Linked DNA regions of Sus scrofa: region 2 is linked to region 1. A link is a contact called in public Hi-C data. All regions are on one chromosome and are shown on one strand. Each heading gives the region's core, a stretch centred on a gene start, on an enhancer-like site or on the middle of the called end of the contact. The rest is flanking DNA. Distances are from core to core; before and after follow the strand shown. Region 1 holds the start of LOC110261963. Region 2 holds the start of H2AFZ (H2A histone family, member Z).

The links. A called contact is a pair of places that touch in the nucleus more often than the background predicts.
Region 2: a contact with region 1 is called in a Hi-C map of retroperitoneal adipose tissue, with 1.5 times the contacts expected there. The contact joins the promoter of H2AFZ here to the promoter of LOC110261963 in region 1. A contact is called at or near these places in 3 of 47 Hi-C or Micro-C datasets (heart right ventricle, liver and retroperitoneal adipose tissue).

The regions. Positions count from the first base shown.
Region 1 is chr8:119,425,672-119,432,628 of Sscrofa11.1, reverse strand. It overlaps LOC110261963, which reads left to right and starts at 2,969. Exons shown (of 4, transcript XM_021100550.1): 1 at 2,969-3,186; 2 at 3,241-3,849; 3 at 4,136-4,276; 4 at 4,506-4,629. The coding sequence starts at 2,969. The coding sequence ends at 4,566. PPP3CA (protein phosphatase 3 catalytic subunit alpha) reads right to left here and starts at 2,722. Exons shown (of 13, transcript NM_214128.1): 1 at 2,598-2,722. The coding sequence starts at 2,655.
Region 2 is chr8:120,558,526-120,565,331 of Sscrofa11.1, reverse strand. It overlaps H2AFZ (H2A histone family, member Z), which reads right to left and starts at 1,580. Exons shown (of 5, transcript NM_001123122.1): 1 at 1,393-1,580; 2 at 872-949; 3 at 476-589; 4 at 8-137. The coding sequence starts at 1,395.

The DNA of each region.
Region 1 (6,957 bases), core at 1,720-4,219:
GATCATGGAGAGAAAGTTCTAACAAAATTTAGAGTAAAGTCATAGCTTCATGAATTATGCCTTACCTAATTTTTGTAAATGTGAAAAATTGTTTGGTAATCTGTTTTCCATTCAGCCAATATGTACTTTCTACTCACTAAACATATACACACATATTTAAGTGGAAATTCTATTTTACAGAAGACTGATAATTAAAATTGATTATCATCTCAATTAATTATAAAAATCATACAGATAACAAAAGGTTGACTCTAACATTTAATAATGCCTCAAGCCAACAACATAAAATCTATAAGAAAGCACAAGAGGAATAGTGGTAGTATGCCCACCTTAAAAATCAGGATTCATCTACCGATAAAGTTTTATTAAACTTTCTTGTGTAAACAAAATTTCACATCGAGATTCCTATCAAAACATATGCAAAATTAACTCCTCCTACTTTGAGTCTATTAAATCCATCTGCATTTCAGTTCCGGAAAAATAAACCAAATTTTTTGAATTATGAGTGATTCTGTGTATATATCATAAAAAGCCAGTTATGATAATACATATAATACAGTACTGGGGAAAAAAAGGCAAGACAAAATAGCCATGGAATGGTTGAATGGGCTCCTTCACGTCAAGTGGTAAAGATACCAAGCCAGAATGTATGAAAACTTATTTTCACATTCTTCACTTGGTGACAATTTTAACATTTACATTAAGAAGCCATACCATGTGATTTAAAACAGAGAACTGACTTTATGTATACATACATGGGTTTTCCAATTGCTGACATATTTACTGCTATCATTTGAATTGTAAGCTTTATACCAAGTATTCTGAAAAAAGATGATCTTAACATACAGATCAGAGTTACACCTAAACTTCACACATTAGGGAGATATGTGATCCTCTGATATTTCTGCAAAAGGTCTTAATTTTTCAAAATGTCAACAGAGGCCATTAACATAAAAGTTCTTTTGAATGAATTTTAATTGACTCTTAACGGGAGAATCCGTGCCTGGATAACCAATAGCTGTGCATTTGGTTATAAATAAACCAAATGAACCAAATAAACCTATTTCAAGTGGTTCTTGCAAAGATATTAACTCCTTATTTTAATGAGTCTATGAATACTGCACTGAAGCAGGAATAGTTCTAAGAGAACCAAAACAAGAGAACACACACACACTATAAAAACTGAACACACCTGAAAGGAGCAATGAATAGTTCTGAAGCCCCAGAAAGACTTAGGCATCATGCATGGTCTTTAGATTGCTGGGTTACTTCACCTAAATGCTCACGGTGCAAAAGACTTCATTGCTCTGCACTCTACTTGCATGCTCAGGCCACATTAGATACTCTGTTGTACACACAACACAGGCATACACATTCACTCTCTCCTTCTACACCAGCCAGCGCTGTTTCCAATTTCAGAGGCCCGCTCCAAGTAGCCCATGCCCATCCCTGCTCCGCTCAGTGTCCTGACCCCAGGAATGAGGAATACTACTTAATCCTGGCGTATCAACTCCGCTGCCTCATCTTTCCAGGATTCATAGTACAGTTCCTCCCCAGTCCACCAAAGAATACAACGAAGACTGCGGATTCCCCTGTGCTAGCTTAGAGACCACTACCTGTCCCCTTCCTCACCCCACGCATCCCGGCTGCTGTTTGGGATCCCAGAGCCATCGCCGCCCGGAGTCTGTGATCCCGGGGCGGAGAAGAGCCAATGAACGGAATCAAATAGCCCATTAACAAGCGGGTGCCAGGGGCAAGGAAGAAGCAGGCAGGGTGAGGTTACCATCGGGGAGGTGTGCTCCAGCGGGGCACGATTCAAGAGCAATGACAGGTCGGCGGGGTAAGGCTGAGGGTGGCGAGGGAGGTTGGGGAACAGCTTTTCGTGTCTTTCTCAGGGCCTGCGGGGGAATCCCAGGGCGGCGGCTTGGGGCTCTCCGGTCGTTCCCCGCCCCCGCGCCCCCCATGCCCCCCCCCGGCCGCCCCCTCCCTGCGGTCGCCCCCGCCCCGCGCGGAAGGAAGCACCGGGCTCCCCCCACGCTCTCCCGCTCTCTCGCGAGTCCTGTGCAGGCCCTTTCGGGGGAGGGGGAGGGGGCGCGGAGGGAATTGCTGCAATGGAGCGCCGAGAGAATCCTGCCCGAGCGAGGCAGGCGGTGGAAAGCCACCGCCACATAAAAATGCCATATTAATTTTTTAAAAGCCATAAATCACCCCTCCCTCTGCAAGAGAAAACCATAAACCCGATCCCACGCAAGCCTGCGAGCAGCCACCCACTTCCTATTTCTGTCACAGCAGCTACACCCTACCAGCAACCACCCCCCGGGCGCCCCCTCCCGCCACCGCCACCGCCACCCCCGCCACCGCCTCCCCTTGGCTCAGCCATTTGCCAACTGACGCCCCCGTAAATAAAAATGCCCCAAGTGGGCTGGGTGGGAAGCGTGGGGGAAGGGCGCGCGAGAGAGGGGGGTTCGAGGGTTGCACAATATCCTAGAAGGTCCGTGGCTGGAGCAGGGAGAGAGCCTAGGGCGGGGGGAGGGGAGGAAGCCGCCCGGGTGCCTGCGGCACCCGGTGCACCCGGGCGACCGCGGCGCGCCGCTTACCTTTCACCACCCTGTCGGTCGTCGACAACTTGGGATCAATTGCCTTGGGCTCGGACATCTCCAGCCGCCGGGGGACAGCGACGCGCTGCTCGTCCGTCCTACTGCACACCCCGACCGGACTGGCGGGCCAACACTCAACGCCGCCGCCGCCGCCGCGCTGCAAACCGCTTGGCTGGAGGTCTGGGCTCTGAGCTGGCTTTAAAGTTACTGCCTTCTCCGCGCGTCCCTCCTCCTCCGCCGCCGCCGCCTTCACTCCTCCTCCACCGCCGCCAGCCCCTCCGACTCTGCTCCGGGCTGCGCGTGTGTGGTGGTTATTTATTTATTTTCAAAGCACGCCTCTCGGTTCTTCTTTTATTCTTGGGGGAAGGGGGATGGGGAGGGGAAGCGCACACACGAGCACCCACCCTGGCACGGAGATCAGGCACAGCGGAATGGATCCCCACGCGCGCACACTGCCGGGATTAAGACCGATCACATGGGGAGGGCCGGGGGCGAGAGAGAGAGGCAGGGCCGCCGATGTCAATGCCACCAGCCGCGCCTCAGCGTCCCCGGCGGCTGAGAGGCGGACGCCGCTGCTGCTGCTGCCGCTGTTACTGCCGCTGCTTCCCCACACCGACCGCTGCCGCTGATCCGCGGCCGCCAGAGACGTCCCGCCGCCGTGCTCGCCCGTGCCCGCCTCTGCCTCCCAGCGCCGCTCCTCCACTCACACAGGCACAGCCGTGGAGCTCGGCAGACACAGTCCGGGGCGCAACCTACCCTCCACCGCTGCCGCCTCCTCCGCCGCCGCCGCCACCGCTCCCGCCTCCTCCCCTTCCTCCTCCCGGCCCCCGCCTCTATCGCCCCAGCAGCCTCCTCCTCCTCGCGGAGCCCGCCCCCTGGCTCCCCGCCCAGACGTTGGGTCAGCGGTCGCTTATTGGCTAGCGTGTGCGTCACTCACCGCCAGTGGCGACCTCCTCGTGGGTCCCGCCTCCCGCTCCTCCTCTTCGTCCCCGCCCCCTGCTCTGTTTTCTCCTGGTTGCCAGTCCTGTGGGCCTGTCGCCTCCACCAACCAGTCCCCGCTCAGGTGTCACTGTTGCTGGCAGGCCGGGGTTAGGGAAGGAGAATGGGCAGGGGTCGCGGTTGGGAGGAGAGAGGCCCTACTATGCCACCCTCAGCCCGATTTGGCCTCCTCCCCGGCACCCCGCACACACACCCCATACACCCCGGGCCGCTTTGGCAACCGTGCCTCGTCGGCTGGGTCGAGCCGCAGTGTGTGAGTAGCCAAGTGCGGAGGGTGTCTCCGGGTGTGTGCGTGGCCCGCGAGAGGGCAAGAAGAGAGGAGGCGGAGAGAGGAGGGAAGGGGGTGGGGGTGAGAAGCGACAGAGAGGGCGGAGGAAGGAAGATCGCGGGGACCTCCGGGGCCCACCGCACAGCTGCTGTCGCTGCCGCAGCTGTCCAGAGAGAATCGCCAAAACGGCGACGAATAAAGGACTTACCTTGGGGAGACGGGCTCAGCCTGTGATGTGTTTACGGTTGTTTTGCTATCTGGGTTTTTGTAGGGGACCGTGTGGTGGTCATTTATGTTTCCCACTTGTGCATCCACACCTTCCGAGGAGGGGCCGCTCTGGAGCGTTGCGGCCCGAAGACTTGGCAGAGCGTGCTGGGAGCTCTAGGACGCTGGAGCAGACTGTCCACCGAGGGTGAGGACCGGAGTCCAAGAGACCCCAGGCAACTTTGGGTCACCTAGGGCTGCCCAACCGTCTCCAGGGAGAAATGGGGGGCGGGGGAGTTGGAAAAAACACCGGAGAGGGTTGGTTTTTCCATGTTGACACTAAGCACCCAGCCACTGGTTAGAATTGGTGACACCACATCTCCTTTCCCCTCTCCTTTGATCACCTGATACCCACTTGCTGCTCCTCATACCTGCAGGGCCCTGAAGCCCAAAGCGGGCCCCACTCTGCACCCGCCCCCGCCGTTGGAAAGAGTGTGAAGGAGAGAATGGGAGTCGTGGGAGGCTAAATAGTGGCAGTGGCCAAAGTGCTCCCTTCTGACCTTCCTGCAGGGCCACAGAATGAAGAGCAGGTCTCCCTCTGCAAGAAGGTCACCTCACCCAGCACCTCTCCCCAACCAAGCTCAGCACCAAGGAATTACAGTACAAACTCAAAAAGGAGTTTTACGAATTGACTGCTGACCCTCGAGTGTGGCTTCAGCAGTGTGGCCTGCAAGGAATAGGAGCTCACACTAGGAGGCAGGTGAGCCTCTAAGGAGGCCTTTTAGCAAAAGGAGACCATTCTGGGTATGTCCCTGGCTCAGAGAGACTGCCACTGGCTCCTAATTCTGCTGCCCAATTCAGAACCTGGGACAGTTTTGTAGTAACTAGGCAGACAGTACATTCAATAAATATGTATCATGCTCTTTTTATATGCCAGATGCTGTAATAGGTAATTTGTGTGGAGTGGGGGTGGGGAGTATTTGAAAATGGCCCTTGCGCATAGGAAAGCCTAGTCCAGTAGAACTGTCATAAAAATATGAGCTCTGAGGGGCCAGTGTATTTCCTCAGGAAGGGGTTGTTGAAAACAGCCTCCTGAGCACGAGCAGAGCTTGTTGCTAAGGCAGATTTGGGAAGTTGGTCCCTGGCCAGATGGCACACAGCGAGGAAGGGATGCCAAGACCTGTGGGTGAAGAAGAGGGCCTGCTTGTGGCAAGATCAGGAAACCACGTCCAGGGATGCTGACTTCCAGTGCCGCAGTGTTCTTTCCCACATCTTGCAAACAGAGATGCAGTTGCCACTGTTATTGGGACACACTTCTCCAGTGTTAAAACGCACACACACAAACAAACCTTTGAACCAGGATCAGAAAGCTCCAAATGTCAGCACCATAGAAAGGTTTTATGATGCAAATAGGAAATGCAGGCACACCTTTCAGGCACACCCTTCAGTCCGCTAGGAGTCTGGGACACCTCCTAGCTGAGGTATGTGTGGGAAAAAAATGTTGTGAATCATAATACTTTACAACACATCTTATTATCATCAGGTGTCTTTAATGCATGTGTATGGTTCCACACTGTTGCAACACAGGATCATCTTCTTAATCAAAACTGAACTCTAAGGAAAACTAGATAGCAGCATATTAACTGAGACTAGTCATACCCACATAACTGGCCTACTGAAATAGCCAAATCTTCCTTTTTTTTTTAATGTAGATTTTTTTTTTCAGATTTCCCACTATCTGTTACCAACCTTTTTTTTTTTTTCAGAATGCCCAAGCAATCCTTGATTATATTACCACAGATTACCTTACACTTGGAATTTACATTTTCTAAGATGTTACTGCAATTCCTGGATGCTGACTTTGAGAGTATCCTCTGATTGAAGAAAAAGAAAAAAAAACCTTGGCAGAAAAAACTTACTGTCTACCAAATAATTGTATTTCCCCATCTTTAGTGTATTTCTCTCTGCAAAATATTTGCCCAGGTAGGGACTCCATTTTCCATTTCCCAGTCTGCACCTGCTTGCAAATAAGTGGGTCCATGTGACTAGTTATGGTGAATGGAATGTGGGCTGAAGTGTTTCATCACTTTCCCAGGAAGGCAGTTAGGCAGCAGATAACACATTCTACAGCCTATGGGTTCCCATCTTATAGCTGAATTCATGGGCTTCTAGAGGCCAGGAGAAGGGGTGACCCCAAATGAAAAGAACTGAGTACCTGAGCCAGCACATGGAGGAATGCTGCCCGCCTAGTAGGAAAATCTGCACTGGACTTTACTCGAATTAAAAATAAGCTCTTATTGTGTTGCTCCATTGAAATTTAGGGATATGTTTGTTAGAGTACCTAGTATCACCAGATTAGCACACAGATGTTATCATGTTAGTTCAGAAAGGAAAATCCAGAATTATTTTGTATCTGTTATATGTCAGAACTACCAGAAGACTAAAAATATTATCTTTTAATACATGAGCATCAATTTTGATTTTTTGTAAATGAATTATTGATTTGTCTCTTGTGTTTCAAACATCTGTTCTGTGCAAAGCGCTGACTATATGATGCACAAATGTATAAAGGATTCTAGATTTAGTCCTTTTATTTAAGGATTGTTACAGAAGAGTTGTACATATGCTATCTTCGCAAACATTTAGGTGCAAGGTGCTACTTCCTCAAAATTGATTATGAACATAAATACGTACGGAAAAAATATTGAGGATTTGGAGTCATCTGTGCATACAAATGCTCCAAGTCACAGCTTACCTCCACTGGTACCAATTATAGTAAATGAGTAATATTTTAGTTTGCTTTTTTAGGCAACTACCAGATGTAGAAGCTTTTTTTTTAAAGAAAAAAAGTAATGATATTTCATATTATATCCTGTTTTGAGAATAACC
Region 2 (6,806 bases), core at 331-2,830, 1.1 Mb before region 1:
TACATACCACCACCAGCGATTGTAGCCTTGATGAGAGAATCCAATTCTTCATCTCCACGAATAGCAAGTTGCAAGTGACGAGGAGTAATACGCTTTACCTTCAAGTCTTTTGATGCATTTCCTGCCAATTCAAGTACCTAGAAGACAGAATCTAATCAATCTCCTGCCAACTTTCCTTAGGATCAAGATCCAGAAGAATCAAACCTTCGTGAACGTGTATCTACCAACTGCCGTCTCCCCCCACTACCTGAATGGCAAGATATGCAAAAGCTATAAAGGGGACACGCAATTTTATTTCCTAAAGCAGTCAACTCAAGCTCAGGAGGAACCCAAAATGAACACCAGCCCCCTCTAGCGTTGTCAGAAGCTTCTCACCGCGTTCAGAGCCTGGGAGTTTTCTTGCATCACTTTCCTCCTTCCCTCTCACCGCCTCCCCCCACCACCTTTTCCAGATTACAGGCGTACACCCATTTACCTCTGCGGTGAGGTACTCCAGGATGGCTGCGCTGTACACAGCGGCAGTCGCGCCCACACGTCCATGGCTGGTCGTCCTAGATTTCAGGTGTCGATGAATACGGCCCACCGGAAACTTCATTTTTCGCATACACAAACACAAATGCACAAAGATAGAGGAGCCAAAAATGGTCAAATTATACGCGCGCCAAAGCAAGGGGCACGGAGGCTGATGCAGCAACGCGCCCTAGCATCGCCACACGTGATCGCCCCCCCTTCCCCAATATTTATTGTATCGGTAAACCAAGTCCCGACACCATCACCACGCAAAGACCAAAAGCTCATCTAGTGCAATGATAAACAGAGAAAAAGGAGAGAAAAACGCCGCGATTCCCAGACAGCAGAAACCCCCACTGACCTGCAAACCGGCTCTCTGCGAGCGGGAAACCGCCTTTGTCTTGGCCTTTCCGGAGTCCTTCCCAGCCTTACCGCCAGCCTGCGGCGCGCACACGCCCGCGAGCGAAGAAGGAACGCAGAATACAGGATTACCAAGGCGGCGCGCCCCTCCCCCACCGCGGGGCGGCCCGGGCGCGAGCGGGGCCCGGTGCCCAGCCGGGGTCTCCGGCCCGCCGCGCGCCGCAAGGGCGACCCCGCCCGCCTGCCCCCCGCTGCGCGCCCGCCGCGGCCGCGCGCTTCAGGCCGCCCGCTCACCGCCCTCCGGCTCCCAGCGGCGCTGCGCGCGCCACCCAACCGTCGCCGCCCGCCGCGAGATCGGAGGCTGCTCCGCTCGCCGCCGACAAAACACCTCCCCCCGCTCTTCCACATCCTCTCTCCGCGCGTTCCCAACCGTCACCGCTTCACCCCCATCTCCGTGTGTAACGGGTTTTTCTCCTGCCGGCAAAAACCCGCGTAGTCTTCGAGCGCCTCCGCGAAGTTTACCATTTCGAATTCTGCTGAAGCTCAAACAAGCAAGGCAGAGAAAGGACTAGTCAGTCACCAAGCGAGATCCCGCCGCCTACTCCTCCGTCGCACCGCGATTCAAACTGCGCTGTCTCCCGCCTTCCCCGCTCCCTTTATACTGCAGAATGTTCCCTCATCCGGGAACTCGGATTGCTCATCCCACCAATGGCTGCCACCCGCCCTCGGGCCGCGTCCTTGAAGTCTCAGCCAATGAGCAAGCGAAGAAAAGGGCGGAGGGGCGGGCGCTTTGCAGCTCGAGCTGTTATTGGGGCATGAGAAGGAGGTGGGGGAGAACGGAGGGATGGGAACCCGGGAGAAGAAGGGCACAGCGGCGGGAGGGAAGAAACAGAGCGAGCTACGCTGCTTGAGCAGGGCACCCGCCGGCTTAGTCACGTGCCTGGAGGGAGGAGCTGAGAGGCTCAGGGGAGGGGCACGCAGTAGCTGCCCCCTATTCCACCTTTGCCTCCTTGCTCGGTTCCAGAGACCTCGGAAAGCGGGGACTAGCACTCCCTCCTTCCTGCCCTGCCCTCCCTCCGCCTCCGCCCCGTTAGAACACCTGGCGGGCAGAGACCCGCCTGTCCGCAGCCTTCTTCCGGAGCACGGGGTACCTTCACCGACCCCCCTGCATTCCCGTTGACACCTCCGGTCTGACAGGTGGCGCGAAGGCGTCCAGTGAAAGGCGCCCCGACTCCTTCGCTAACCATAGTCTGGGTAGTGATTTCGCGTTTGTTCCTCCTAGGCAAGTGCCCAGCCACCGATTCATCACGACCCTCTGCTCCCACTTTTTCAGCTGTATCTCCTTCCTCTTCTTTTCTCAGGACTTTTTGAACCCCCTACCTCCCCAACCCCAACAGAACAGTTTCATGGAAAAGACGGTGAAGCAAAGTCACCTCGCTGGTCATAAAAGACCTTTTGGTCTACCCACTGAAGGCTTGGGCTGAGGCGGTATTCTTTAATCAAATCATATTTTTCTAAAGACTACACGTCTGTGGGTTGTACCTATAGCCTGGCTTCTAAAGTTGATTTAGTGAAACATGAAGGCTATTATGTGTCAACTCTTCTATGCTAAACATTTTGCTACTTGACAAATGTTCGGTAAATGTCCTCATATGATTCACAGGCAGTTACAGATGGTCCATGTAATCAAATGCAAATGATGGGCTTAAAAAAATAGTACTGTACACACAGTACTATCATAATGCCAGCTACTTAATTTTCCAACTAATAGATTAATAGCACCTCTGTACACGTCCAGCTGCTTGGAGACAGTAGTGATCCAAATCTTTCATACTTGGAGTTTTAACAGTAATTACGTTATAAACATAATTCAGTATTTCTGACATTAAGAAAATTTGAAATATATACTCTTTAGTACTGTAGTTTGGGTTTCAATCTGAAAGTTTTATCAAGTTTTTTTGGAAATTTGCTGTTAATTTTAAAATTAAAAAATTGGGAGTTCCTGTTGTGGCTTGGCGCTAAAGAACCCAGCTAGTATCCACGAGGACGCGAGTTCAATTCCCGGCCTCACTCAGTGAGTTAAGGATCCTTGGTTGCCCTGAGCTGTGGACTAGATGGCATGCGTGGCTGGGATCCTGCATGGCTGTGACTGTGGTGTAGGCTGGCAGCTGCATCTCTGATTCCACCCCTAACTTGGGAACTTCTGTATGCCCTGAGTGCAGCCCTAAAAGGCAAAAAAGGGAAAAAAAATTAGGGTCTTATATTATCCTTTCATTATCTATTATTGATCTTTAGGATTTGCTGGGTAGAGGGAGGGACTCTGTGTTGATATTGTTTTCCCAAATAATATTTCACCTATATTAGTATTTTATAAGTCATCCCTCCACCTAAATCGTAAATCCACATCCATAATAATCCCTACCTTACATTTTTAACATAAATGTTTTTGATTGATTGATTAATTGATATTGCTTTTTAGGGCTGCAGCCACGCCGCATATGGAGGTTCCCAGGCTAGGGGGCAAATCGGAGCTACAGCTGCCGGCCTATGCCACAGTCACAGCAATGCAGGATCAAGCTGCGTCTGCAATCTACACCACAGCTCATGGCAACACCAGATCCTTAACCTACTGAGTGAGGCCAGGGATCAAACCCACAACCTCATGGTTCCTAGTTAGATTCATTTCCACTGCGCCATGACAGGAACTCCTTTTTTTTTTTTTTTAACATAATTTCAAGAAGATTGTTGTTGACATTTAACACATCTTTATTACTGTTTTATATTCTTTATATATTGAGATGGGATGCAATACCATGATATATAATATATGTATATATAATACATGATGTAGAATCCCGCCCTAATAAAGGAATAGTTGTGATATAGTCCAGGTTGGTGCTGTCAGTCCTTGCAACAGGCCAAGCAATAGCAGTTGGGAGATGGGATATATAAAGCATAGTTTCTTCCCTCAAACTAGCTGAGAGGATCAGACATGAAAGAAAATGTTAACAATGCTCTCATCATTAAAACCACATTGATAAGACTGTTAAAATAAGTACCTGACTGGCTGCCAAATCAATAGTTCCTCTAGTTTAAAGGACAGAAACAGGAGTTACCACTGTGGCTCAGTGGGTTAAGAATCTGACTTCAGCAGCTTGGTTGACTAGGGAGGTGCGGGCAGGAGCTTGTCAAAGAAGAAGTTCCAGTGATATATCCCAAGAAGTATTCCTAACAAAAACATTGGGCGATGATATCAGAATTAAGATAAACTGAGGCATATTAAAAAAGTTAGAGTTTATCTGAGCAAAAATCAATTGGAATCTGGCAGTGTTGAGCTGGAAGTGGTTAGGGACACTGACCAACAGGAGCTGGGCAAGAGACTTCCGCAGCGAAGGCGTGGAAGCAAAGAAAGGAAATAATTTGATTGGCTATAGCTTAAAGCAATTGATTTTTTCTTTTTCTCTTCTTTTTTTTTTTTTTTTTCGTTTTTTTAGGGCCGCACTCACAGCATACAGAGGTTCCCAGGCTAGGGGTCGAATCAGAGCTGCACATGCCGGTCTATACCACAGCCACAGCAACTCAGGATCTGTGCCAAGTCTGCAACCTACACAGCAGCTCAGGGCAACGCCGGATCCTTAACCTGCTGAACCAGGCCAGGGATCAACCCCACGACCTCATGGATACCAGTGGGGTTCATTAACCACTGAGCCACTGCAGAAACTCCAGCAATAGATTTTCTTTAGATTGTGACTTCATAACCCTAAGGCATTTCACAGGCTTAGATTTTAGGCCAGCCATAGCATTAGAGCCCCCTTGTCTAATCACCTCCTTATTTAATTAATCTGATGTCATGGATGACAATACCAAGGAAAAGAGTGAAATGCCATTGAAAGGTGAAGAGCAGCCAAAGAACAATATCCAGAGAAGTAAAATGTGGTGTTTCCCTAGACATAATGATTCCATATGAAATTAGAAAACTCCTGTAGGTACGTCTAGCAAGGAGATGGCCATCACGTGTGTCCTGCTTGCTCTGGGTAATGGAACATCTGTTTGATCTTCACTACCCTTCTCTGATTACCAAAGACGATGATGTTGCCAGAGACAGACTAAATCTCATTTTATCAGAACTCTAGGCTGTTAAGTAACTCTTTTATGCCCAGTGTTACGAGGCAATGACAAAAGCCCATTGGCTAAATTCTGAGCTTCTAAGTTTGACCTTCCACACAGCTCTCCTAGCGCTGACGAGGAGGTGCGGGCAAGAGCTTGTCAAAGAAAAAGTTCCAGTGATATATCCAAATGCCACCTTCATCCTGAAGAAGAAAGGAAGCACCACAAAAAGAGCCACGAGTCTAAAACCATGAAATTTATACTTCACACCCCTCTATAGACTCAGCCCCAGGGCACAAACCTCTAAAAGGTGTGGCAATCATACCTATTATTAAAACCTTTTGCAGATAAATGTGATTCCCCAGTCCTCTTAATTAGATGGACATGGCTCAGAGAAGAATCTAAAGGCTTTTCCACACCCACAGACTTTCTCAACTTCATTTTGTGTGTGTGGTACATAAGTTTCTTTGTGTATGTATGTGTGTGTGTGTGTGCAGGAGTTGGGGGTGGTTGTTTGGAATTATGGTTAGCACAGAAATAACGTAGTAAAAGCTGAGTAATACAGCTAACAGTCTATCTGAAAATTATCTTGTTTACTACTGTAACTGCTTTAAGGTGTTTTTCCTAATTTGTTATAGAATTACTCTCATTGAGATTTCTTTTTTTTTTTGCCTTTTGTCTTTTTAGGGCCTCCCAAAGCATATGGAGGTTCCCAGGCTAGGGGTTGAATTGGAGCTGTAGCCACCAGCCTACACCACAGCCACAGCCACAGCAATGTGGGATCTGAGCCGTGTCTGTGACCTGCACCACAATTCACGGCAACGCCGGATCCTTAAGCCACTGAGCAAGGCCAGGGGTCGAACCCACATCCTCAAGGGTGCCAGCTGTGTTTGTTAACCACTGAGCCAGGACAGGAAATCCTCATTGAGAATTCATACTGTCAGGATCCAGGCAGAAAATGAAAGAACAATGCTTTTGCTCATAGGAGTAGATAAGACTATCAGATCATAATAAGTCATTAAGTTTAGGATATTTGAGGCATGACACTAAGCAAGACCAACAGCTCAGAATATTTCCTAATAATTCTGTACATTTACAAGGCATTTTATGAGTTTTCAGTGAAATTTGACTTAAAATGTTAGGTTGAAATTTCAACCTAAAAAATGTCTGAAATAGGAAGTTACCAGTGTGGCAAGGTGGTAAAGAACCCAACTAGTATCCATGAGGATGTGGGTTTGATCCCTGGCCTCACTCAGTGGGTGAAGGATCCAGTGCTGCTGCGAGCTGTGATATAGGTCGCAGATGCTGCTTGGATCCCAGGTGGCTGTGGCTGTGATGCAGGCCAGCAGCTGCAGCTCTGATTTCACCCCCAGCCTGGGAACTTCCATATGCTGCAGGTGTGGCCCTAAAAAAGCAAAAAATAAAAATAAAAATGTCTGAGTAGACATGATCATGGCTTGTCTTCACCTTCATAAAAGGTGAAAAAATACATGAGGGGGCATTCAGGGATAATAGGACCAGATATAATTCCCTATGCTCCTTCTATTGCTTTGTACTTCTGAGTAAAAAACCTTATGAGAAGAGGATTAAATTAGCGCCTATATGTCATCCAATTGAACAACTTTTAAGACATCCATGTTCTTTCTAGGTGAATATTGTTTTCATTGTCTTCTAGTGTCCTGATGTTTCATGAACTTGTCATTAATTTCTTCAATAAGTCTTTTCTGCTGCTCAGAATCTCAGCAGGAAACAGCCTGAGACAAACTCTTGCTCCATTAAGAGATTAGTCCAACAACTCTAGGCAAGATCTGGCCAGGTCATTTATCATA